Regions from separate parts of the Mus musculus genome. Here all the other regions are linked to region 3. Evidence: chromatin contacts called from public HiChIP or PLAC-seq and capture Hi-C data. All regions are on one chromosome and are shown on one strand. Each heading gives the region's core, a stretch centred on a gene start, on an enhancer-like site or on the middle of the called end of the contact. The rest is flanking DNA. Distances are from core to core; before and after follow the strand shown. Region 1 holds the start of Cabp7 (calcium binding protein 7). Region 2 holds the start of Pla2g3 (phospholipase A2, group III). Region 3 holds the start of Rnf215 (ring finger protein 215).

Region 1 (4,411 bases), core at 715-3,214, 610 kb before region 3:
CAGACTCCCAGGGCCTGGTCTGTGAAGGATTCCCACTTGATTAGTTCTTGATTTCTTTTTGCCCCTTCTTTTGAGATTTCCCTGGCTGGGCAGCTAGGCTTCAGGGAAGCCTCCCAAGAACGCTCCAAGAGAGAGTGTTTCCTGCCAGTCTGATAGCAGACTCCAGCTCTCTCCCTTAGCCCAATAGCAAACTGTCTGGAAAGGCTTAGCAAGTAAGGTGCTTGCAGATCACCCCTACAACACCCCCCAGTGACTGTTCTTATTCCCATGGAAGAATTCCCATACTAATGGGAAACTCCCAAGAGATTCAGGGCGCATCATCAGGCACCTTCCATGTTAAGTCGCTTCATCCTCACCTCTGCCCAGGAAATAACATAGAGGCCCTGAGAGGTTAAGGGGTATGGCTAAGGTCCCATTGAAACAAGGTGGTAGATGCAAGAGCCCAGGGCTCGCTGGGTTGGCGGCTAGTTCTTCCTGCGTCACAGCTCTGTTCTATCAGAAATCTTAAAGGAGCATAAGCACCCAGCTGACCTGATGGATGCTCAAGTGCGCAAGAAGAGCTTTGGGGATGGGTGCTTCTCAGGGGCTCTTACGACTCCAACTATAGGTCTGAATAGATAGCAACTGGCCAGAAGCCTGGAACAGACATTCAGATGGGAGCCAGGGTTTGTCTGGCTTCTCTACAGGTTTCACATGCCTATGAGAAACCCAGAGCCCTAGACAAGTCCTAAAGGTTCAGGCCTGCCTTGGCCCAGGGTGGCTGGGGGTGTTGTCTCTCACTGAGCCCCTCTCTCCCGGCGCCAAGACAGGGCTATGATTAATCAGCGACAAAAGCAGAAACAAGCAGAAAAATGTAATCAGCCAGGGAAGGGCATGGCCAGGCTGTGGCAATCAGCTTTCCTGCTGGGGCCTTTGGCTGATTGGACCCAAGGGGGCAGGGAGATAGTTCAGATGAGGGTTCCAGGAATGAGACTGAGGCCAGCTGAGGCCCACCCAGGCCAGGGGCTCACCAGATCCCATAATTGTACACGGAGACACACACATCTGTGCTCGGATACGCATAGCACTCCCAGCCCAAGGGCCTTCGCACCTGCCCACACCTGCTTCCGGGCTTCTGCCCTTCGCTGCCAGCTCACAGCTCACATGTAGGTGGCCGTGCACAGTTCAAACACTCTCATCTGCAAGTGGGTTTGAAAACGTATCTTCACAGTGTCCTGAACGAAAGATGAAGAGAAACGCATGCACATGCTGCCCCCCCCTCCAGACACCTACCCCCACCCCCATAGAACACATGCTAAGGACCGGAGGAAGGTCTAACCTGCAGCCATGTGACCAACAGGCTCTGGGTCGTCTGCCTCCTCCTCATGGCCCCTGGGGACATGAGACAGACCTTGGCTCCTGCTCTGCAAACTGAGAGGCAAGGGCTCAGGAAGGAGCCAGGACAACAGCCCTTTGTGGGATCAAGTCAACTGCTGGTGTCAGCCACAGGCCAGCGGAGTCTCCTGCAGATCTGTGCTTGGCCTCTGCCTGCTGGCCCTGCCTGGTGACCTTGGCCAATGTCCTTTTCTAAGCCTCAGTTTCCCCACCTTGGAGCCTCTCCTGGCACCAACTTGAGGATTACTGGTCCTGAGGACCCTCGCGCCTGGAGCAACCTCACCTTTCTGGGTCTCTAGTCGTTAGTTCTCAGCTCTCCGCTCTCGCTGGGGGAGGGTTAGTGGAGGCAGGTGGGATAGGGGGTACAAGGAACGGCTCCACCCCTGGTCCACACCACCCGGGTCCTGCTGGCTGCTAACGTGGGGTGCGGGAGACAGCAATCCGAAGCAGACTGGGGGAAAAGCAGAGTCGGGGAGAACCAGAGAAGGCGCCCGGGAGGGCTTGGGGTGGCCGCTCAGGGGCCGGCAGCGGGAAGGGGCGGGGGCGGGAGGGGCGGGCGGGGGAGGCGGGAGCGCGGCGAGCGCCGCACAGAGCAAGCGAGCGAGCGAGTGAGGAGTGCAGGCGGCGGCGGCGGCGGCGGTGGCGGCGGCGGCGGTGGCGGCGGCGGCGGTGGCGGCAGCGGCGGGAGCCGGAGCGGCGGGTCGGGCAGCCGCACCAGCGAGCGGACGAGCGGGCGGCGAGCAACGCGGAGCGCGCGGAGGGAGCGCAGCGCGCAGCGGTCCGAGCCAAGAGGCCGGAGCGGCGCCGCCCCCGCCATCCCTGCGAGCCCCCGGCCGGGATCCCAACGAAGGAGCCGGCGGCATGGCCCGACAGCCCGGGGCGCAGGGGCGCTAGGTCCCGGACGGGTGCCCATTGCCTCGCCGCCGCCACTGCGCGCCGCACCGCGCGCACCGCCCGCTCCAGCCGCCCCCGGGGCCGCCGGCGGCCCATGAGCCCCGGCCTCAAAGTTTGCGGCGGGCGGGCGGGCGCGGAGCCTCCAAGATGCCGTTCCACCCGGTGACGGCGGCGTTGATGTACCGGGGCATCTACACCGTGCCCAACCTGCTGTCGGAGCAGCGCCCGGTGGATATCCCTGAGGACGAGCTAGAGGGTGAGTGCCCTGCCGGGACCCCTGCCACGAGCCCTCCTACCTGTGCGCCCTGGTGCCGCGCTGGCCCGGGGAGCCCGGGACCCTGCTGCGCGACTCGGATGAGCGGCTACGCGGGAGGCGGGACGGCCGGGTGGCCCCGGGCGCCGCGGTGGGGGTCGCCGCGGCGCAGGAGCAGCCCGGCCCCTGCCCGCGTGGCCCCCAGCGCTGCGGAAACTTGCGGGGCCCCGCAGCGGGGTCACTGGGCCGCGTGGCCGGCGGTGACGGTGCGGCAAGGCGGCGGGGGCTGAAGTGGAGAGTCCGAGCTGTTGCCCCCCGCGCCCGCCACCGGAGCGTCCGCATCCTGATCCCTTCCGCGGCGCCCGCCCGTGGCTCTGCGCTCCTATTGACATTCCGCTCGTGTCGCGTTGAGAATCCAATCTGCTCCGGCAGTGGGAGAAGGGGAGAGAGGGCGACTGCCCCGCTCTTGCTGGGTGCAGGGCTACCCCCATCCCCTTCTGCGGCCCTGCGAGGGACCCCCCACCCGTGCGCTGCCGAGGCAGCTGGGAGGCGTTGGCGACAACAAGTGGCCGGATTGGGAGGCTCGGTCGCGATAGCAAAAGCCTGGAAGGAAAGGCAGAGGCCGGAACCTAAACCTCCCCCCGACCCTAGTCCCCGTGCCTTTCGGGAATAGGGACCGCACGCAGGCAGTTGGCTATTGAAGATCAGAGCAGCAGGCCGAGGCTGGGGTTCCTGGATTGAGTGTCCTGGGGCGCAGTGAGACCCCTGGGGCCTTCCTAGCTTTTTCTCTGCTGAGATTGGGGGCGGGGGTGTGCTCAAGATTCCCCTCCCCCCAGGCCTCTTGAGGCCCCATATGGAGTGGAGTCGGAGACTCTGAGCTGATGGGAGTCTTGGTCCCTTAGGGTGTTTGTCGGCTGCTGGGGGAGGGGTTGAGATTACCCAGATGATGGGCCTGTCTCCGGTCTCTGTAGTCAAGGGGTCTCAGCTTTGGGGTCCCACTTGGGCTCATAGGAGTGAGTTGGAGTGACCAACATAGGAAAGGATACTAGTGGGAGCCCAGGGGAAGCCATTCGGGAAGTCTGTCCTCAGCCCAGGCCTGGTCTGGGGCAAATTTTGGGCGAGTAGACAGTGGAGAGAGAGAGAAAGGGTGCAACTGCCATGCTCACTGCACCACAGTCCACCAGACACCCACTTCCCACACCCCCCATGAACTCAGAAGCAGGAAAAGTCGCAGAGGGGCTCTCAGCCCCAACAGTGGAGGCACAGATGGAAGGATGTGTGCTTAGTCTATACCCCGGAAACCCCAGGTCCTGTCCTGTCTGGACCAAAGCAGAGCCTCCTCCAGGTTGAGGGGAAGAGATGGGGCCCGGGAGGGGTGCAGGGCGCAGGCCAGTTTCCCTTTCCTTTACTGCCTTTAATTCTGAGCCACGCAGAAGCGTCCATCCACCCCTTTCTCTCCACTCTTGGGACAGAGGCGGCATGTCTCCCCAGAGAGATCCAGCCTCCTTTCCCCTGCTCCCAGCACCCCCCACATAACCTGGCCCCATGACTCCAGGTCTCACTGGATCCCCAGTCAGGCTATCGAGAAGCTGAGAGAGACAGTCGTGCAGGGGTGAGAAGCGCCAGGGTGGGCAATGCAAGGGCAAGGAGGCCCACGCTCCCTCCGAGCCATCCCGTGGTCATGCTGGCAGAAGCCCAGTGCTGTTAGTCACCATCACATCAAATACACTCCCTGCTTCTCTCTGGTCCCCTTTGGACTAGAGGAGGGGCCCTGGTGCAGGGGGCACCTGAAGGACAGGGCCATCCCTGTGACTGGCAGGTGGAGGGCACAGAGCCAGCAGATGCCTATGGGCATCTACACATTAAGGCAGTAAGTTCTCCAGACCCCTC
Region 2 (3,793 bases), core at 134-2,633, 650 kb after region 3:
CCAGAGTTCTCAGAGAAGACCACAGGCTGGCAGCCTCCTTTGCCTGGTCCAAACAAGGGAGCCCACCCACCAGCTTCTGGACTTGTCTTCCTCAGAGCTGACTCACAGAGTTCCCAAGCTCACACCCAAATAAAACTCCAGATAATGAAAGTGTGTGTTATGGAATGATAGTCAGGCCAGGCACAGTCTTTCCTCTGGCACAGCAAGAACATCTTGGGTGGCCAAGATGCCATCCTGCCTGCTCAAGCCTAGTCCTCCAGCAGCATTCCTTGCAGATATACAGCATTCAACCACAGTTCGAGCAATGGCGCCCTTTGTTGTGATGTTTACATGAGCGGAGTTCACAGCAGCCCCCAAAGGGAAGTGGCTCTTTATCTTCTAGATAAGGAACTTGGAGCTTCAAGAAGTGTCAGCTTGAATATGCTGAGCTGTACCCAGGTCTTTGGAGCTCTTGCCACTGAAGAACCTCATGGGTAGAGGTTGTTTAGAGCAGTAGAATCTGGATCCTCCTCAATCTACCTCCTCCCTCGAGTGATTCATGGGTTTGAGTAAGACCTTTCACATCCATGACGTCACTTAAGTGTCTCATGAAGAGCTACTCATATTCATACCCATTTTACAGATTTAAAAAATGAGGTTAAAGTGCCTATGTCACTTCTCCAATAACACAGCCTGGAAGAATGGGAGCCAGGCTGGAGTCCAACACCCCACCCCACATATACATACCATACACCTACCCAAACCCCGGGGGCTCACCCAGTTCTGAGGCATTTTCAGCAGAGTTCCCAACACCGCACCACAGCGTGCCAGGAATGGTCCAGCCTCTCCTCCTTCGACGGTGCTCTCTGTCAGGTGCTCCACTCTGCTCTATTGCTCGCTTCTCCCTGGCTCCTGTAGGACTATCCTGAGACCTTTGACATGCCTCCCACTGGCTCTGCAGAGTGGCCAGTGCTCTCTGCAGCGCAGGTCCAGGGGTTTGGATGAAGGAGTGCTGCAAAGGCTCATGAGCACAGAGGGCCCTGAACGCTGTGATAAGTTCAGATTCATCCTGCCTGATACAAACCTGCAGCCTGTGGTGTGTATCCCAGAAGGCCTGGAATAATGCCAGGCCTTGGGCATCTTTGCCCAAGAAGCTCAGGGAGCCCAGAGGGTTACCAGGGATGGGCTGGACCAAATGGCAGGAGGTACTGTCCCAGTGACGGGTATGGGAGCCCTCTAGGAAAGCCAGCACTCCTAGAAGTACCCCCAGGACCCCCATTCTACTCTAGTCCAGCCTGGTCAGACAAAGCCCCGGGATGCCTGCCTTTGACTGCCCCTGAGGCAGCTGCTGAGGCTCCAGCGGAAGCGATGCCCAGCAGCCCCTGGGTGTCAGGGCCAATGAATGGAGCCTAGGGAGGAGGAGGAAGGCTGGTGTATGGGGTGATATTGGGCTTGTAACCGAATCCACCGGCTGGGCAGGCTGCTGATTGGCTGAGGGATGCATTGCTGAGCCCACGCCTCCACTCATCGTGTCCGCGGAGCTGTCCAGTCACCTGCCCCGGGCTGCCCTGGAAGCATCTGTGGGAGCCAAAGCCTTGGACTATGAGGGTGAGGATGGAGGAGGGAGGTCAAGGGGGAGCTTTATCCCCTTTGGAGCCAGAAGAGAGTTCAGGGACTTAGAGGAGACCTCCAGAACCTGTCCTTGTACTCCTAACCCAGTTGCAACTACCACACCCAAGTCTATGAGATTGGCAAGAGGCCATGGACTTCAGTTAGGGCGGGTGAAAGAGGCCAGGGCACGGCTGGGGCTCTGGAGCCCACCTTGGGAGTTCCCAAATCTTCTGGGAAAAGAAGGTTGATTCTGGTGCTCTTTGCAAGTCCTGGTTCTGAGAAAGGCTGTTGGGATTCTCCAAAGAGAGTGCCACAGGATCCCTGCGACTTCCAGCACAGGTCTGGTCCAACGCCATACTCCTGTCTGATGGTTGGGATACATAACCAGAGTAGGACCTGATAGTAACCTGGAGCAGGACTGGCACTGGGGATTTAAAAGATAAGGTCCCCAAATAAGTATAAAATGGCTCAGGGGGCCAGGTCCTTCTATTCTTGGAGTATGACGCCCAGAAGGAATCATGTGTCCCACCCCCCCCAAGAGGCTTACGTCTCTGTATCATGGAGGGGGCTATACTCAGCACTGTTTCCCATGTCCCCAAGCTGATGTGTTATTTTGCTTCCAACCATCTGGTGAAGCTAGTAGTTATACCCATTATATAGATGAAGAAACTGAGCCCAGCTGGCTGTTATGTGCACACCTTTGATCCCAGCACTTAGAAGGCAGAGGTGGGCAGATCTCGGTGTTTAAGGCAAACCTGGTCTACATAATGAGTTCCAGGACAGCCAAAGCCACAAAAACCCTGTCTCAAAAACAAACACACAAACAACAACAGCAGCAGCAGCAACAACAACAACAGTCAAGATAGGAAGAAACTGAAGCCCCAGAGTGATGTAAAAATAATTCAAACGACACTCAGGTCCCCACAGGGCTGAGAGAGTTTAAAGGCGCAAATTGGGGCTAGCTGGAGCAGTCCCCCTCAGCTGCCATGCTACACTCTGCAGGAAGTCAAGTCCCGTCGAGGCAGAGGCAGAGCCAGTGTAGGAAGGGAGCAGAGAGTCCGCTTCAGCCATGAGGCCTATCTTTGTGGCTTCAGAACTAGCCCTGACCTGGAGGTAATAGCCGAGGATTAATGAAAAGAGAATTATTTAACCCAGGTGCCAAACCCCTCTCCTGAGGTTGAGAAAGATGTGGTGGCAGTGAGAGAAGAGGGTGTGGGCACAAGCCAAGGTTTTAAAAAAAGCACAGTAGTGGTATTCGCTGTTGTCGTAGGACCTGCCATCCAGCTCGGCTCCCTTTTCCACATTCCACAGCCTTCCTTGCCCTTCACTGGGAAGGCTGGATGGACTCACATCAAGAGCCCAGCTTTGGAAAGATCAGACAGACCCAACTGGAACAGTGTGAGCCTGGCCTTAGAAACCTACAGCTCTGGCCCTCAGCTTCCTCTTCTGCATGACCGGGACGTTCCTGATCCCTGTTGTTACTCACAGGCATTAGGTAAGACTCTTACCATAAGCATAGCGTCCGTCCGCTGTGAAAACACTCACTAACACCCCAGGGTAGCAGGAAGCAGCCTAACTAGGAGAAAGCAAACCCTAAGGTTTGGGGGCCTCTGAATCTATATCTACCCAGTTTGGGACAGGGACTGTGGGAGGGACTGTGGCCAGGGCGCTGCCTCACTAGGGAACTTTGTCCTCTTCAGGTCTTTGTTTTTCTCCTCTGTAGAGGCAGGTTCTGAGGGAGGATCTTTGAGATCTCTTCCTGTCCACCCCATGGGAAGGCAGGCTAGGGTGGCAACAGACTGCAAGGGAGGCAGGCACTCACTGTTTCTCTTCTGACTCCACGTGGGGGACACATCGGTCAGTCTATGGGACAGGAGATGTACCTTGTTTCTCATCAGTGTGTCCCTCAGAAGACAGAGGGTCCAAAATGAGTGGATAAGACCCGGGATGGGGAGCGAGCTTTTCTCTGAGCTTCCACCAACCTGGGATGGAGACTGAGTCACAGCAGGGAATAAGGAGAGGATGTCTATCCAGGAAAGCTCTTTCCTTCCTGTCTGTATCACCCTGTCCCTCTCCCCCTCTTTTCTTTTTTAAGTGGGGTCATTTCTAGCCTAGGCTAGTGTTAGGCTTGGAATCCTCCTGCCTTAGCCTTTCAAATGCTGAGATTATCCTGTGTGCACCCTCACTGTGAACACCACCACTG
Region 3 (3,800 bases), core at 391-2,890:
ACTGCAGAAGGGCCTCCAACAGCTTGGTGACATTGGAGGAGTAATGGAGAACAATCACTGGCCTCAGCAGAAGCTGGGATACATCCAGCTGCAGGAGACAGGCAGGGTCAGCAGGCTTCCGGCCCCTGTCCCCTCACCTGCTCACCCTCACAGTCCAAGCCAGGTTACCTCTCGGACCACACTGTGGTTTAAGATGAGGAGAAGCAGGGCAGAGGCTCCCAGGAAAAGGGCTCGACGCATCTGCAAGGGAAGACGGAAGGTGGGAGGCTGTCACACACCTGCCTTACCCACGGCCCCAGCTCTCAGGAGCCCGACATCTGGATAGACTAGCTATAAGCTCCCTGAAGTCAAGCCAAAGCTAAGGGATGGTTTTGGAGGCCGAAGAGATAATGACAGCCAAAGGCAACACACGATGGTTGTGGACTAAGGCAATATTTAGTTATGGAACATAGATCACAACATTTTATAGATGCTAACTTTCCTACACCATAGTTACATAAAGAATATTCTTGATTTTAAGAAATTTGTACATTATCATGTGTGTGAGAAACTTATGCTCCTTTCATTCTGTAGGATCCAAAATTCTTTTCATTGGCCCTAGTCCTAGCAAAGCAGCTCTCCACCCTTGCCAGCTCCTATCACCAGAGCAGGTCCACTTTCCCCAGCAAGTCTCTCCACCTCCTCCCCATCACACTGCTTTGATGCTCCATACTGGTGTTTGCTGACCCACTCGGGCCCAGGGCTTCTCTGGAAAGGCTCCTCATAGGCCACCTGTTAGCCTGGCTCTAGCAGATGTTTCGAATGCATTTTCTTTCTCCCCTTCCCTCAAACACCCTTTGCACCTGCTGGACCAGAGCCTTGGGATATGCCTTCTGGCTACTGCCTTGATTCTCTTGGTGGAACTGGGCGACCTGCTCTTTGCCCACATATGCCACTGCAATCCAGCCATCTACGGGTATCTCTTGCTCAGCATCCACGACATCCATCTGTGTAACGAGGAGCCATGAAAAGAAGGAGGCAAGGGGAATAGAAGAGGCAGCCCGGGTCTGCCACAAAGCACGCAAGGTCAGGGTACGGGTACGGGAATGAGTGTGGAAGGGGCATGTGGCTGTCAGGTTTGCCAACTCCTGAAGGCTGGGAAGTAGTAGCATTCTGGGCTGTCAAGGGCTAGCTTCTGGATGAAGACAGCGGGGTCTATCCGAGGGTCATGGCAAGTTTAGGCGGGGCTGAGCTCACCAGCAGCAGGCGGCCACCCAGCAGAGGTTCCGGACCGTCTTCCGGACCGATTCTGACGCCCTCCAAAACCAAGGCGTCCTGCCGCGGCAGTTTCACATCCACTCGCACTGAGCGGGCTCCGCCCCGTCCCTCCCCGGTCGCCGGCTCGCTGCCGTCCGCCGCCGCTCCCGGGCCCATCAGGCCCAGCCACAAAGGCAGCAGAGGCAGCAGTAGCAGCAGCGGCGACGGCGGCGATGGGGGAGGGGGCGGCAACGAAGGCGACCTCAGCGCGGGGCGATCGGCAGAGCCCATGATCCGACCGGAGAGGTGGCGAGGCCGTAGTCTAAGGTCCCGGGGACCGGGAGAACAGAGTGAGCCAGGCCGCGCCGGACAGGGCGGGGCTCGGCACCGGGAGGGGCGGGGCCGCAGCCGGAGGGGGCGGTGCGGGGAGGGGGGGGCTGAGTTGGTGCTTGACAGCGAGAGCGCCTCCTGGTGGCTCCTGAGAAACCTAATGTAGGAGGCCTGAGGAGCTGCGATGGAGCAAATACCTTAGAGCCTTGGAGAGCTCACCAAGTTGTCTGTCAGTGGAGATAGGTGCGGTTGTCTCAGGATTGGAGAAATGTAGGGGCGAGGGAGGTATAAGGGTCTGGGCTGATTGACCTACGGTGTTGTCAAGGCTATGTCTCATCCTCCTCTGGGTCAGTGTTCTTTCATGGGATCAGCGAGCAGGCTGCAGAGAATCACAGAAAGCAGATGGGGAGACTGAGGCCATGGTTTTAAAGGAGCAGGGAGGAGGGCTGGGCACACGAAGCTGTACAAACCAGGCAGAGCCATAGTGGCACGGAGCACTGGGCTGTCCTCGCCTGTAAAATGGACTTGATCTAAACCTGCACTGCCTTGCTTCTAACATGATCGCCAGTGCTTACTGGAATGAGAAGGTTCCGCTTTTGTCCGAAAATTTGTCCTTCAGCCCAGAGGTTTGTGGTTGCTGGTAGCTGGCTCAATCTGAAACCTGAGCCTTTTACAAATTGTACCCTGATAAAAGGGCAAAGAGCTAATGAGCTGCAACACCCCCTCCCACTTTGTAATAAAATATTAAAATCTACAGAAAATAGAAACCTGGTTAGCCACCAGGATGCAATGACTAAAATATTCCCAGAAGGAGACAGAGATGTAGAGAAGAAGCTCGGCTGGCCTGCAAACAGGGAATTGACATAAAATCAGTCAGCACATATGTAAAATTGGTTGTCAGAGGAGGTATTGCACTTGGGGACCTGGGAGGAGGTGCTATGGCTTGCTCTTTGCTAAATCACAACAAAGTTAGGTACCACCGGGAAAAGACGTGAAATTGGACCCCTACTGCACCGTGCATAAGGAAAACCATGTGAATTAAAGACTCAAATACAACTTTAACATTTTAATAGAGAACACGATTTTGATGATTTCAAGTGCTTGAGAGCTGTTTGTTTGTTTTTTTGGTCTTGTTTTTTTTGTTTGTTTGTTTTTGTTTTTGTTTTTTTGTTTTTTCAAGACAGAGTTTCTCTGTGTAGCCCTGGCTGTCCTGGAGCTCACTTTGTAGACCAGGCTGACCTCCGACTCAGAAATTTTCCTGCCTCTGCCCCCCAAGTGCTGGGATTAAAGGTGTGCGCCACCACACCCGGCTTGTTTGTTTTTAATGACAGAAAAACTACATTATGATGGGCATGCCTGTAATCCCAGCACTTGGGAGGGTAAAGCAGGAGTTTGAGACCAGCCTATTATACAGTGAGACCCTCTTTAAAAAAAAAAAAAGATGTTAAATGACGTGTGTAGCAACTGGAGAGATGGATCAGTAATTAGAGCACTGGCTGCTCTTTCAGAAGATCTGGGTTTAATTCCCAGCACCCACATGGACTGCGAGTTCACAATTGCTTGAGAGTCTCAGAGGATCTGTCGCCCTCTTCTGGCCATTGTAGGCTACTGCATGTGTATGGTACACTTCATGCCTGTGCAGCAGGCCAACACTCATAGAATAAAATAAAAATGAAAAAAGTTCTTACATAGAAAATAGGGTTGGTAGGATGTCTCAGTGGGTAAAGCCTGGTGACCTGAGGGCCTGTGTTTTATCCCTGGGACTCATATGACAGAAGAAGAGAGCCAACTCCTGCAGTGTCCTTTGGCCTTCACCCATGACTTGACATTCCCCCACTCACATCCATATTTTGACGTACATTTCCACACATGTGCCATGATACATGCGATCTCCTTGCATGCAGAACTAGATATAAAAATGTGCTGGGCAGTTTTATATCAACCTGACACAAGCTGGAGTCATATGAGAGGAGAGAACCTCAGTTAAGAAAATGCCTCCAAGCCAAGCAATGGTGGCCCACACCCTAATCCCAGCACTCAGGAGGTAGAGGCGGCTGGATCTCTGAGTTCAAGGCCAGCCTGGTCTACAGAGTGAGTTCTAGGACATCCAGGGCATCCAGGGCTATGCAGAGAAACCCCATCTTAACCCCCACTCCCAAAAATGCCTCCATAAGATCAGGCTGTAGGGCATTTTCTTCATTCTTTATTGACAGGGGAGAGCCCAGTCCATTGTG

The links. HiChIP or PLAC-seq counts read pairs in DNA pulled down with a chosen protein or histone mark. Capture Hi-C pulls out chosen DNA fragments and counts their contacts.
Region 1: a capture Hi-C map of embryonic stem cells shows a contact between it and region 3, with 4 times the contacts expected there. The contact joins the promoter of Cabp7 here to the promoter of Rnf215 in region 3. A contact is called at or near these places in 3 of 39 promoter capture datasets (embryonic stem cells and neural stem cells), 2 of 484 Hi-C or Micro-C datasets (both in embryonic stem cells), 1 of 115 datasets of contacts at active chromatin or transcription factors (stem cell-derived neural progenitor cells) and 1 of 9 other capture datasets (embryonic stem cells).
Region 2: an H3K4me3 HiChIP or PLAC-seq map of embryonic limb bud shows a contact between it and region 3, with 5 times the contacts expected there. The contact joins the promoter of Pla2g3 here to the promoter of Rnf215 in region 3. A contact is called at or near these places in 1 of 39 promoter capture datasets (embryonic stem cells) and 1 of 115 datasets of contacts at active chromatin or transcription factors (embryonic limb bud).

The regions. Positions count from the first base shown.
Region 1 is chr11:4,744,732-4,749,142 of GRCm38.p6, reverse strand. Cabp7 (calcium binding protein 7) reads left to right here and starts at 1,964. Exons shown (of 5, transcript NM_138948.4): 1 at 1,964-2,524. The coding sequence starts at 2,416. It overlaps Gm35102 (a long non-coding RNA gene), which reads right to left and starts at 3,317. Exons shown (of 4, transcript XR_003949631.1): 1 at 2,565-3,317; 2 at 1,658-1,825; 3 at 1,319-1,371; 4 at 1-1,214.
Region 2 is chr11:3,485,817-3,489,609 of GRCm38.p6, reverse strand. It overlaps Pla2g3 (phospholipase A2, group III), which reads right to left and starts at 1,383. Exons shown (of 7, transcript NM_172791.2): 1 at 757-1,383. The coding sequence starts at 1,258.
Region 3 is chr11:4,133,000-4,136,799 of GRCm38.p6, reverse strand. It overlaps Rnf215 (ring finger protein 215), which reads right to left and starts at 1,640. Exons shown (of 9, transcript NM_027859.3): 1 at 1,237-1,640; 2 at 843-986; 3 at 169-240; 4 at 3-88. The coding sequence starts at 1,527.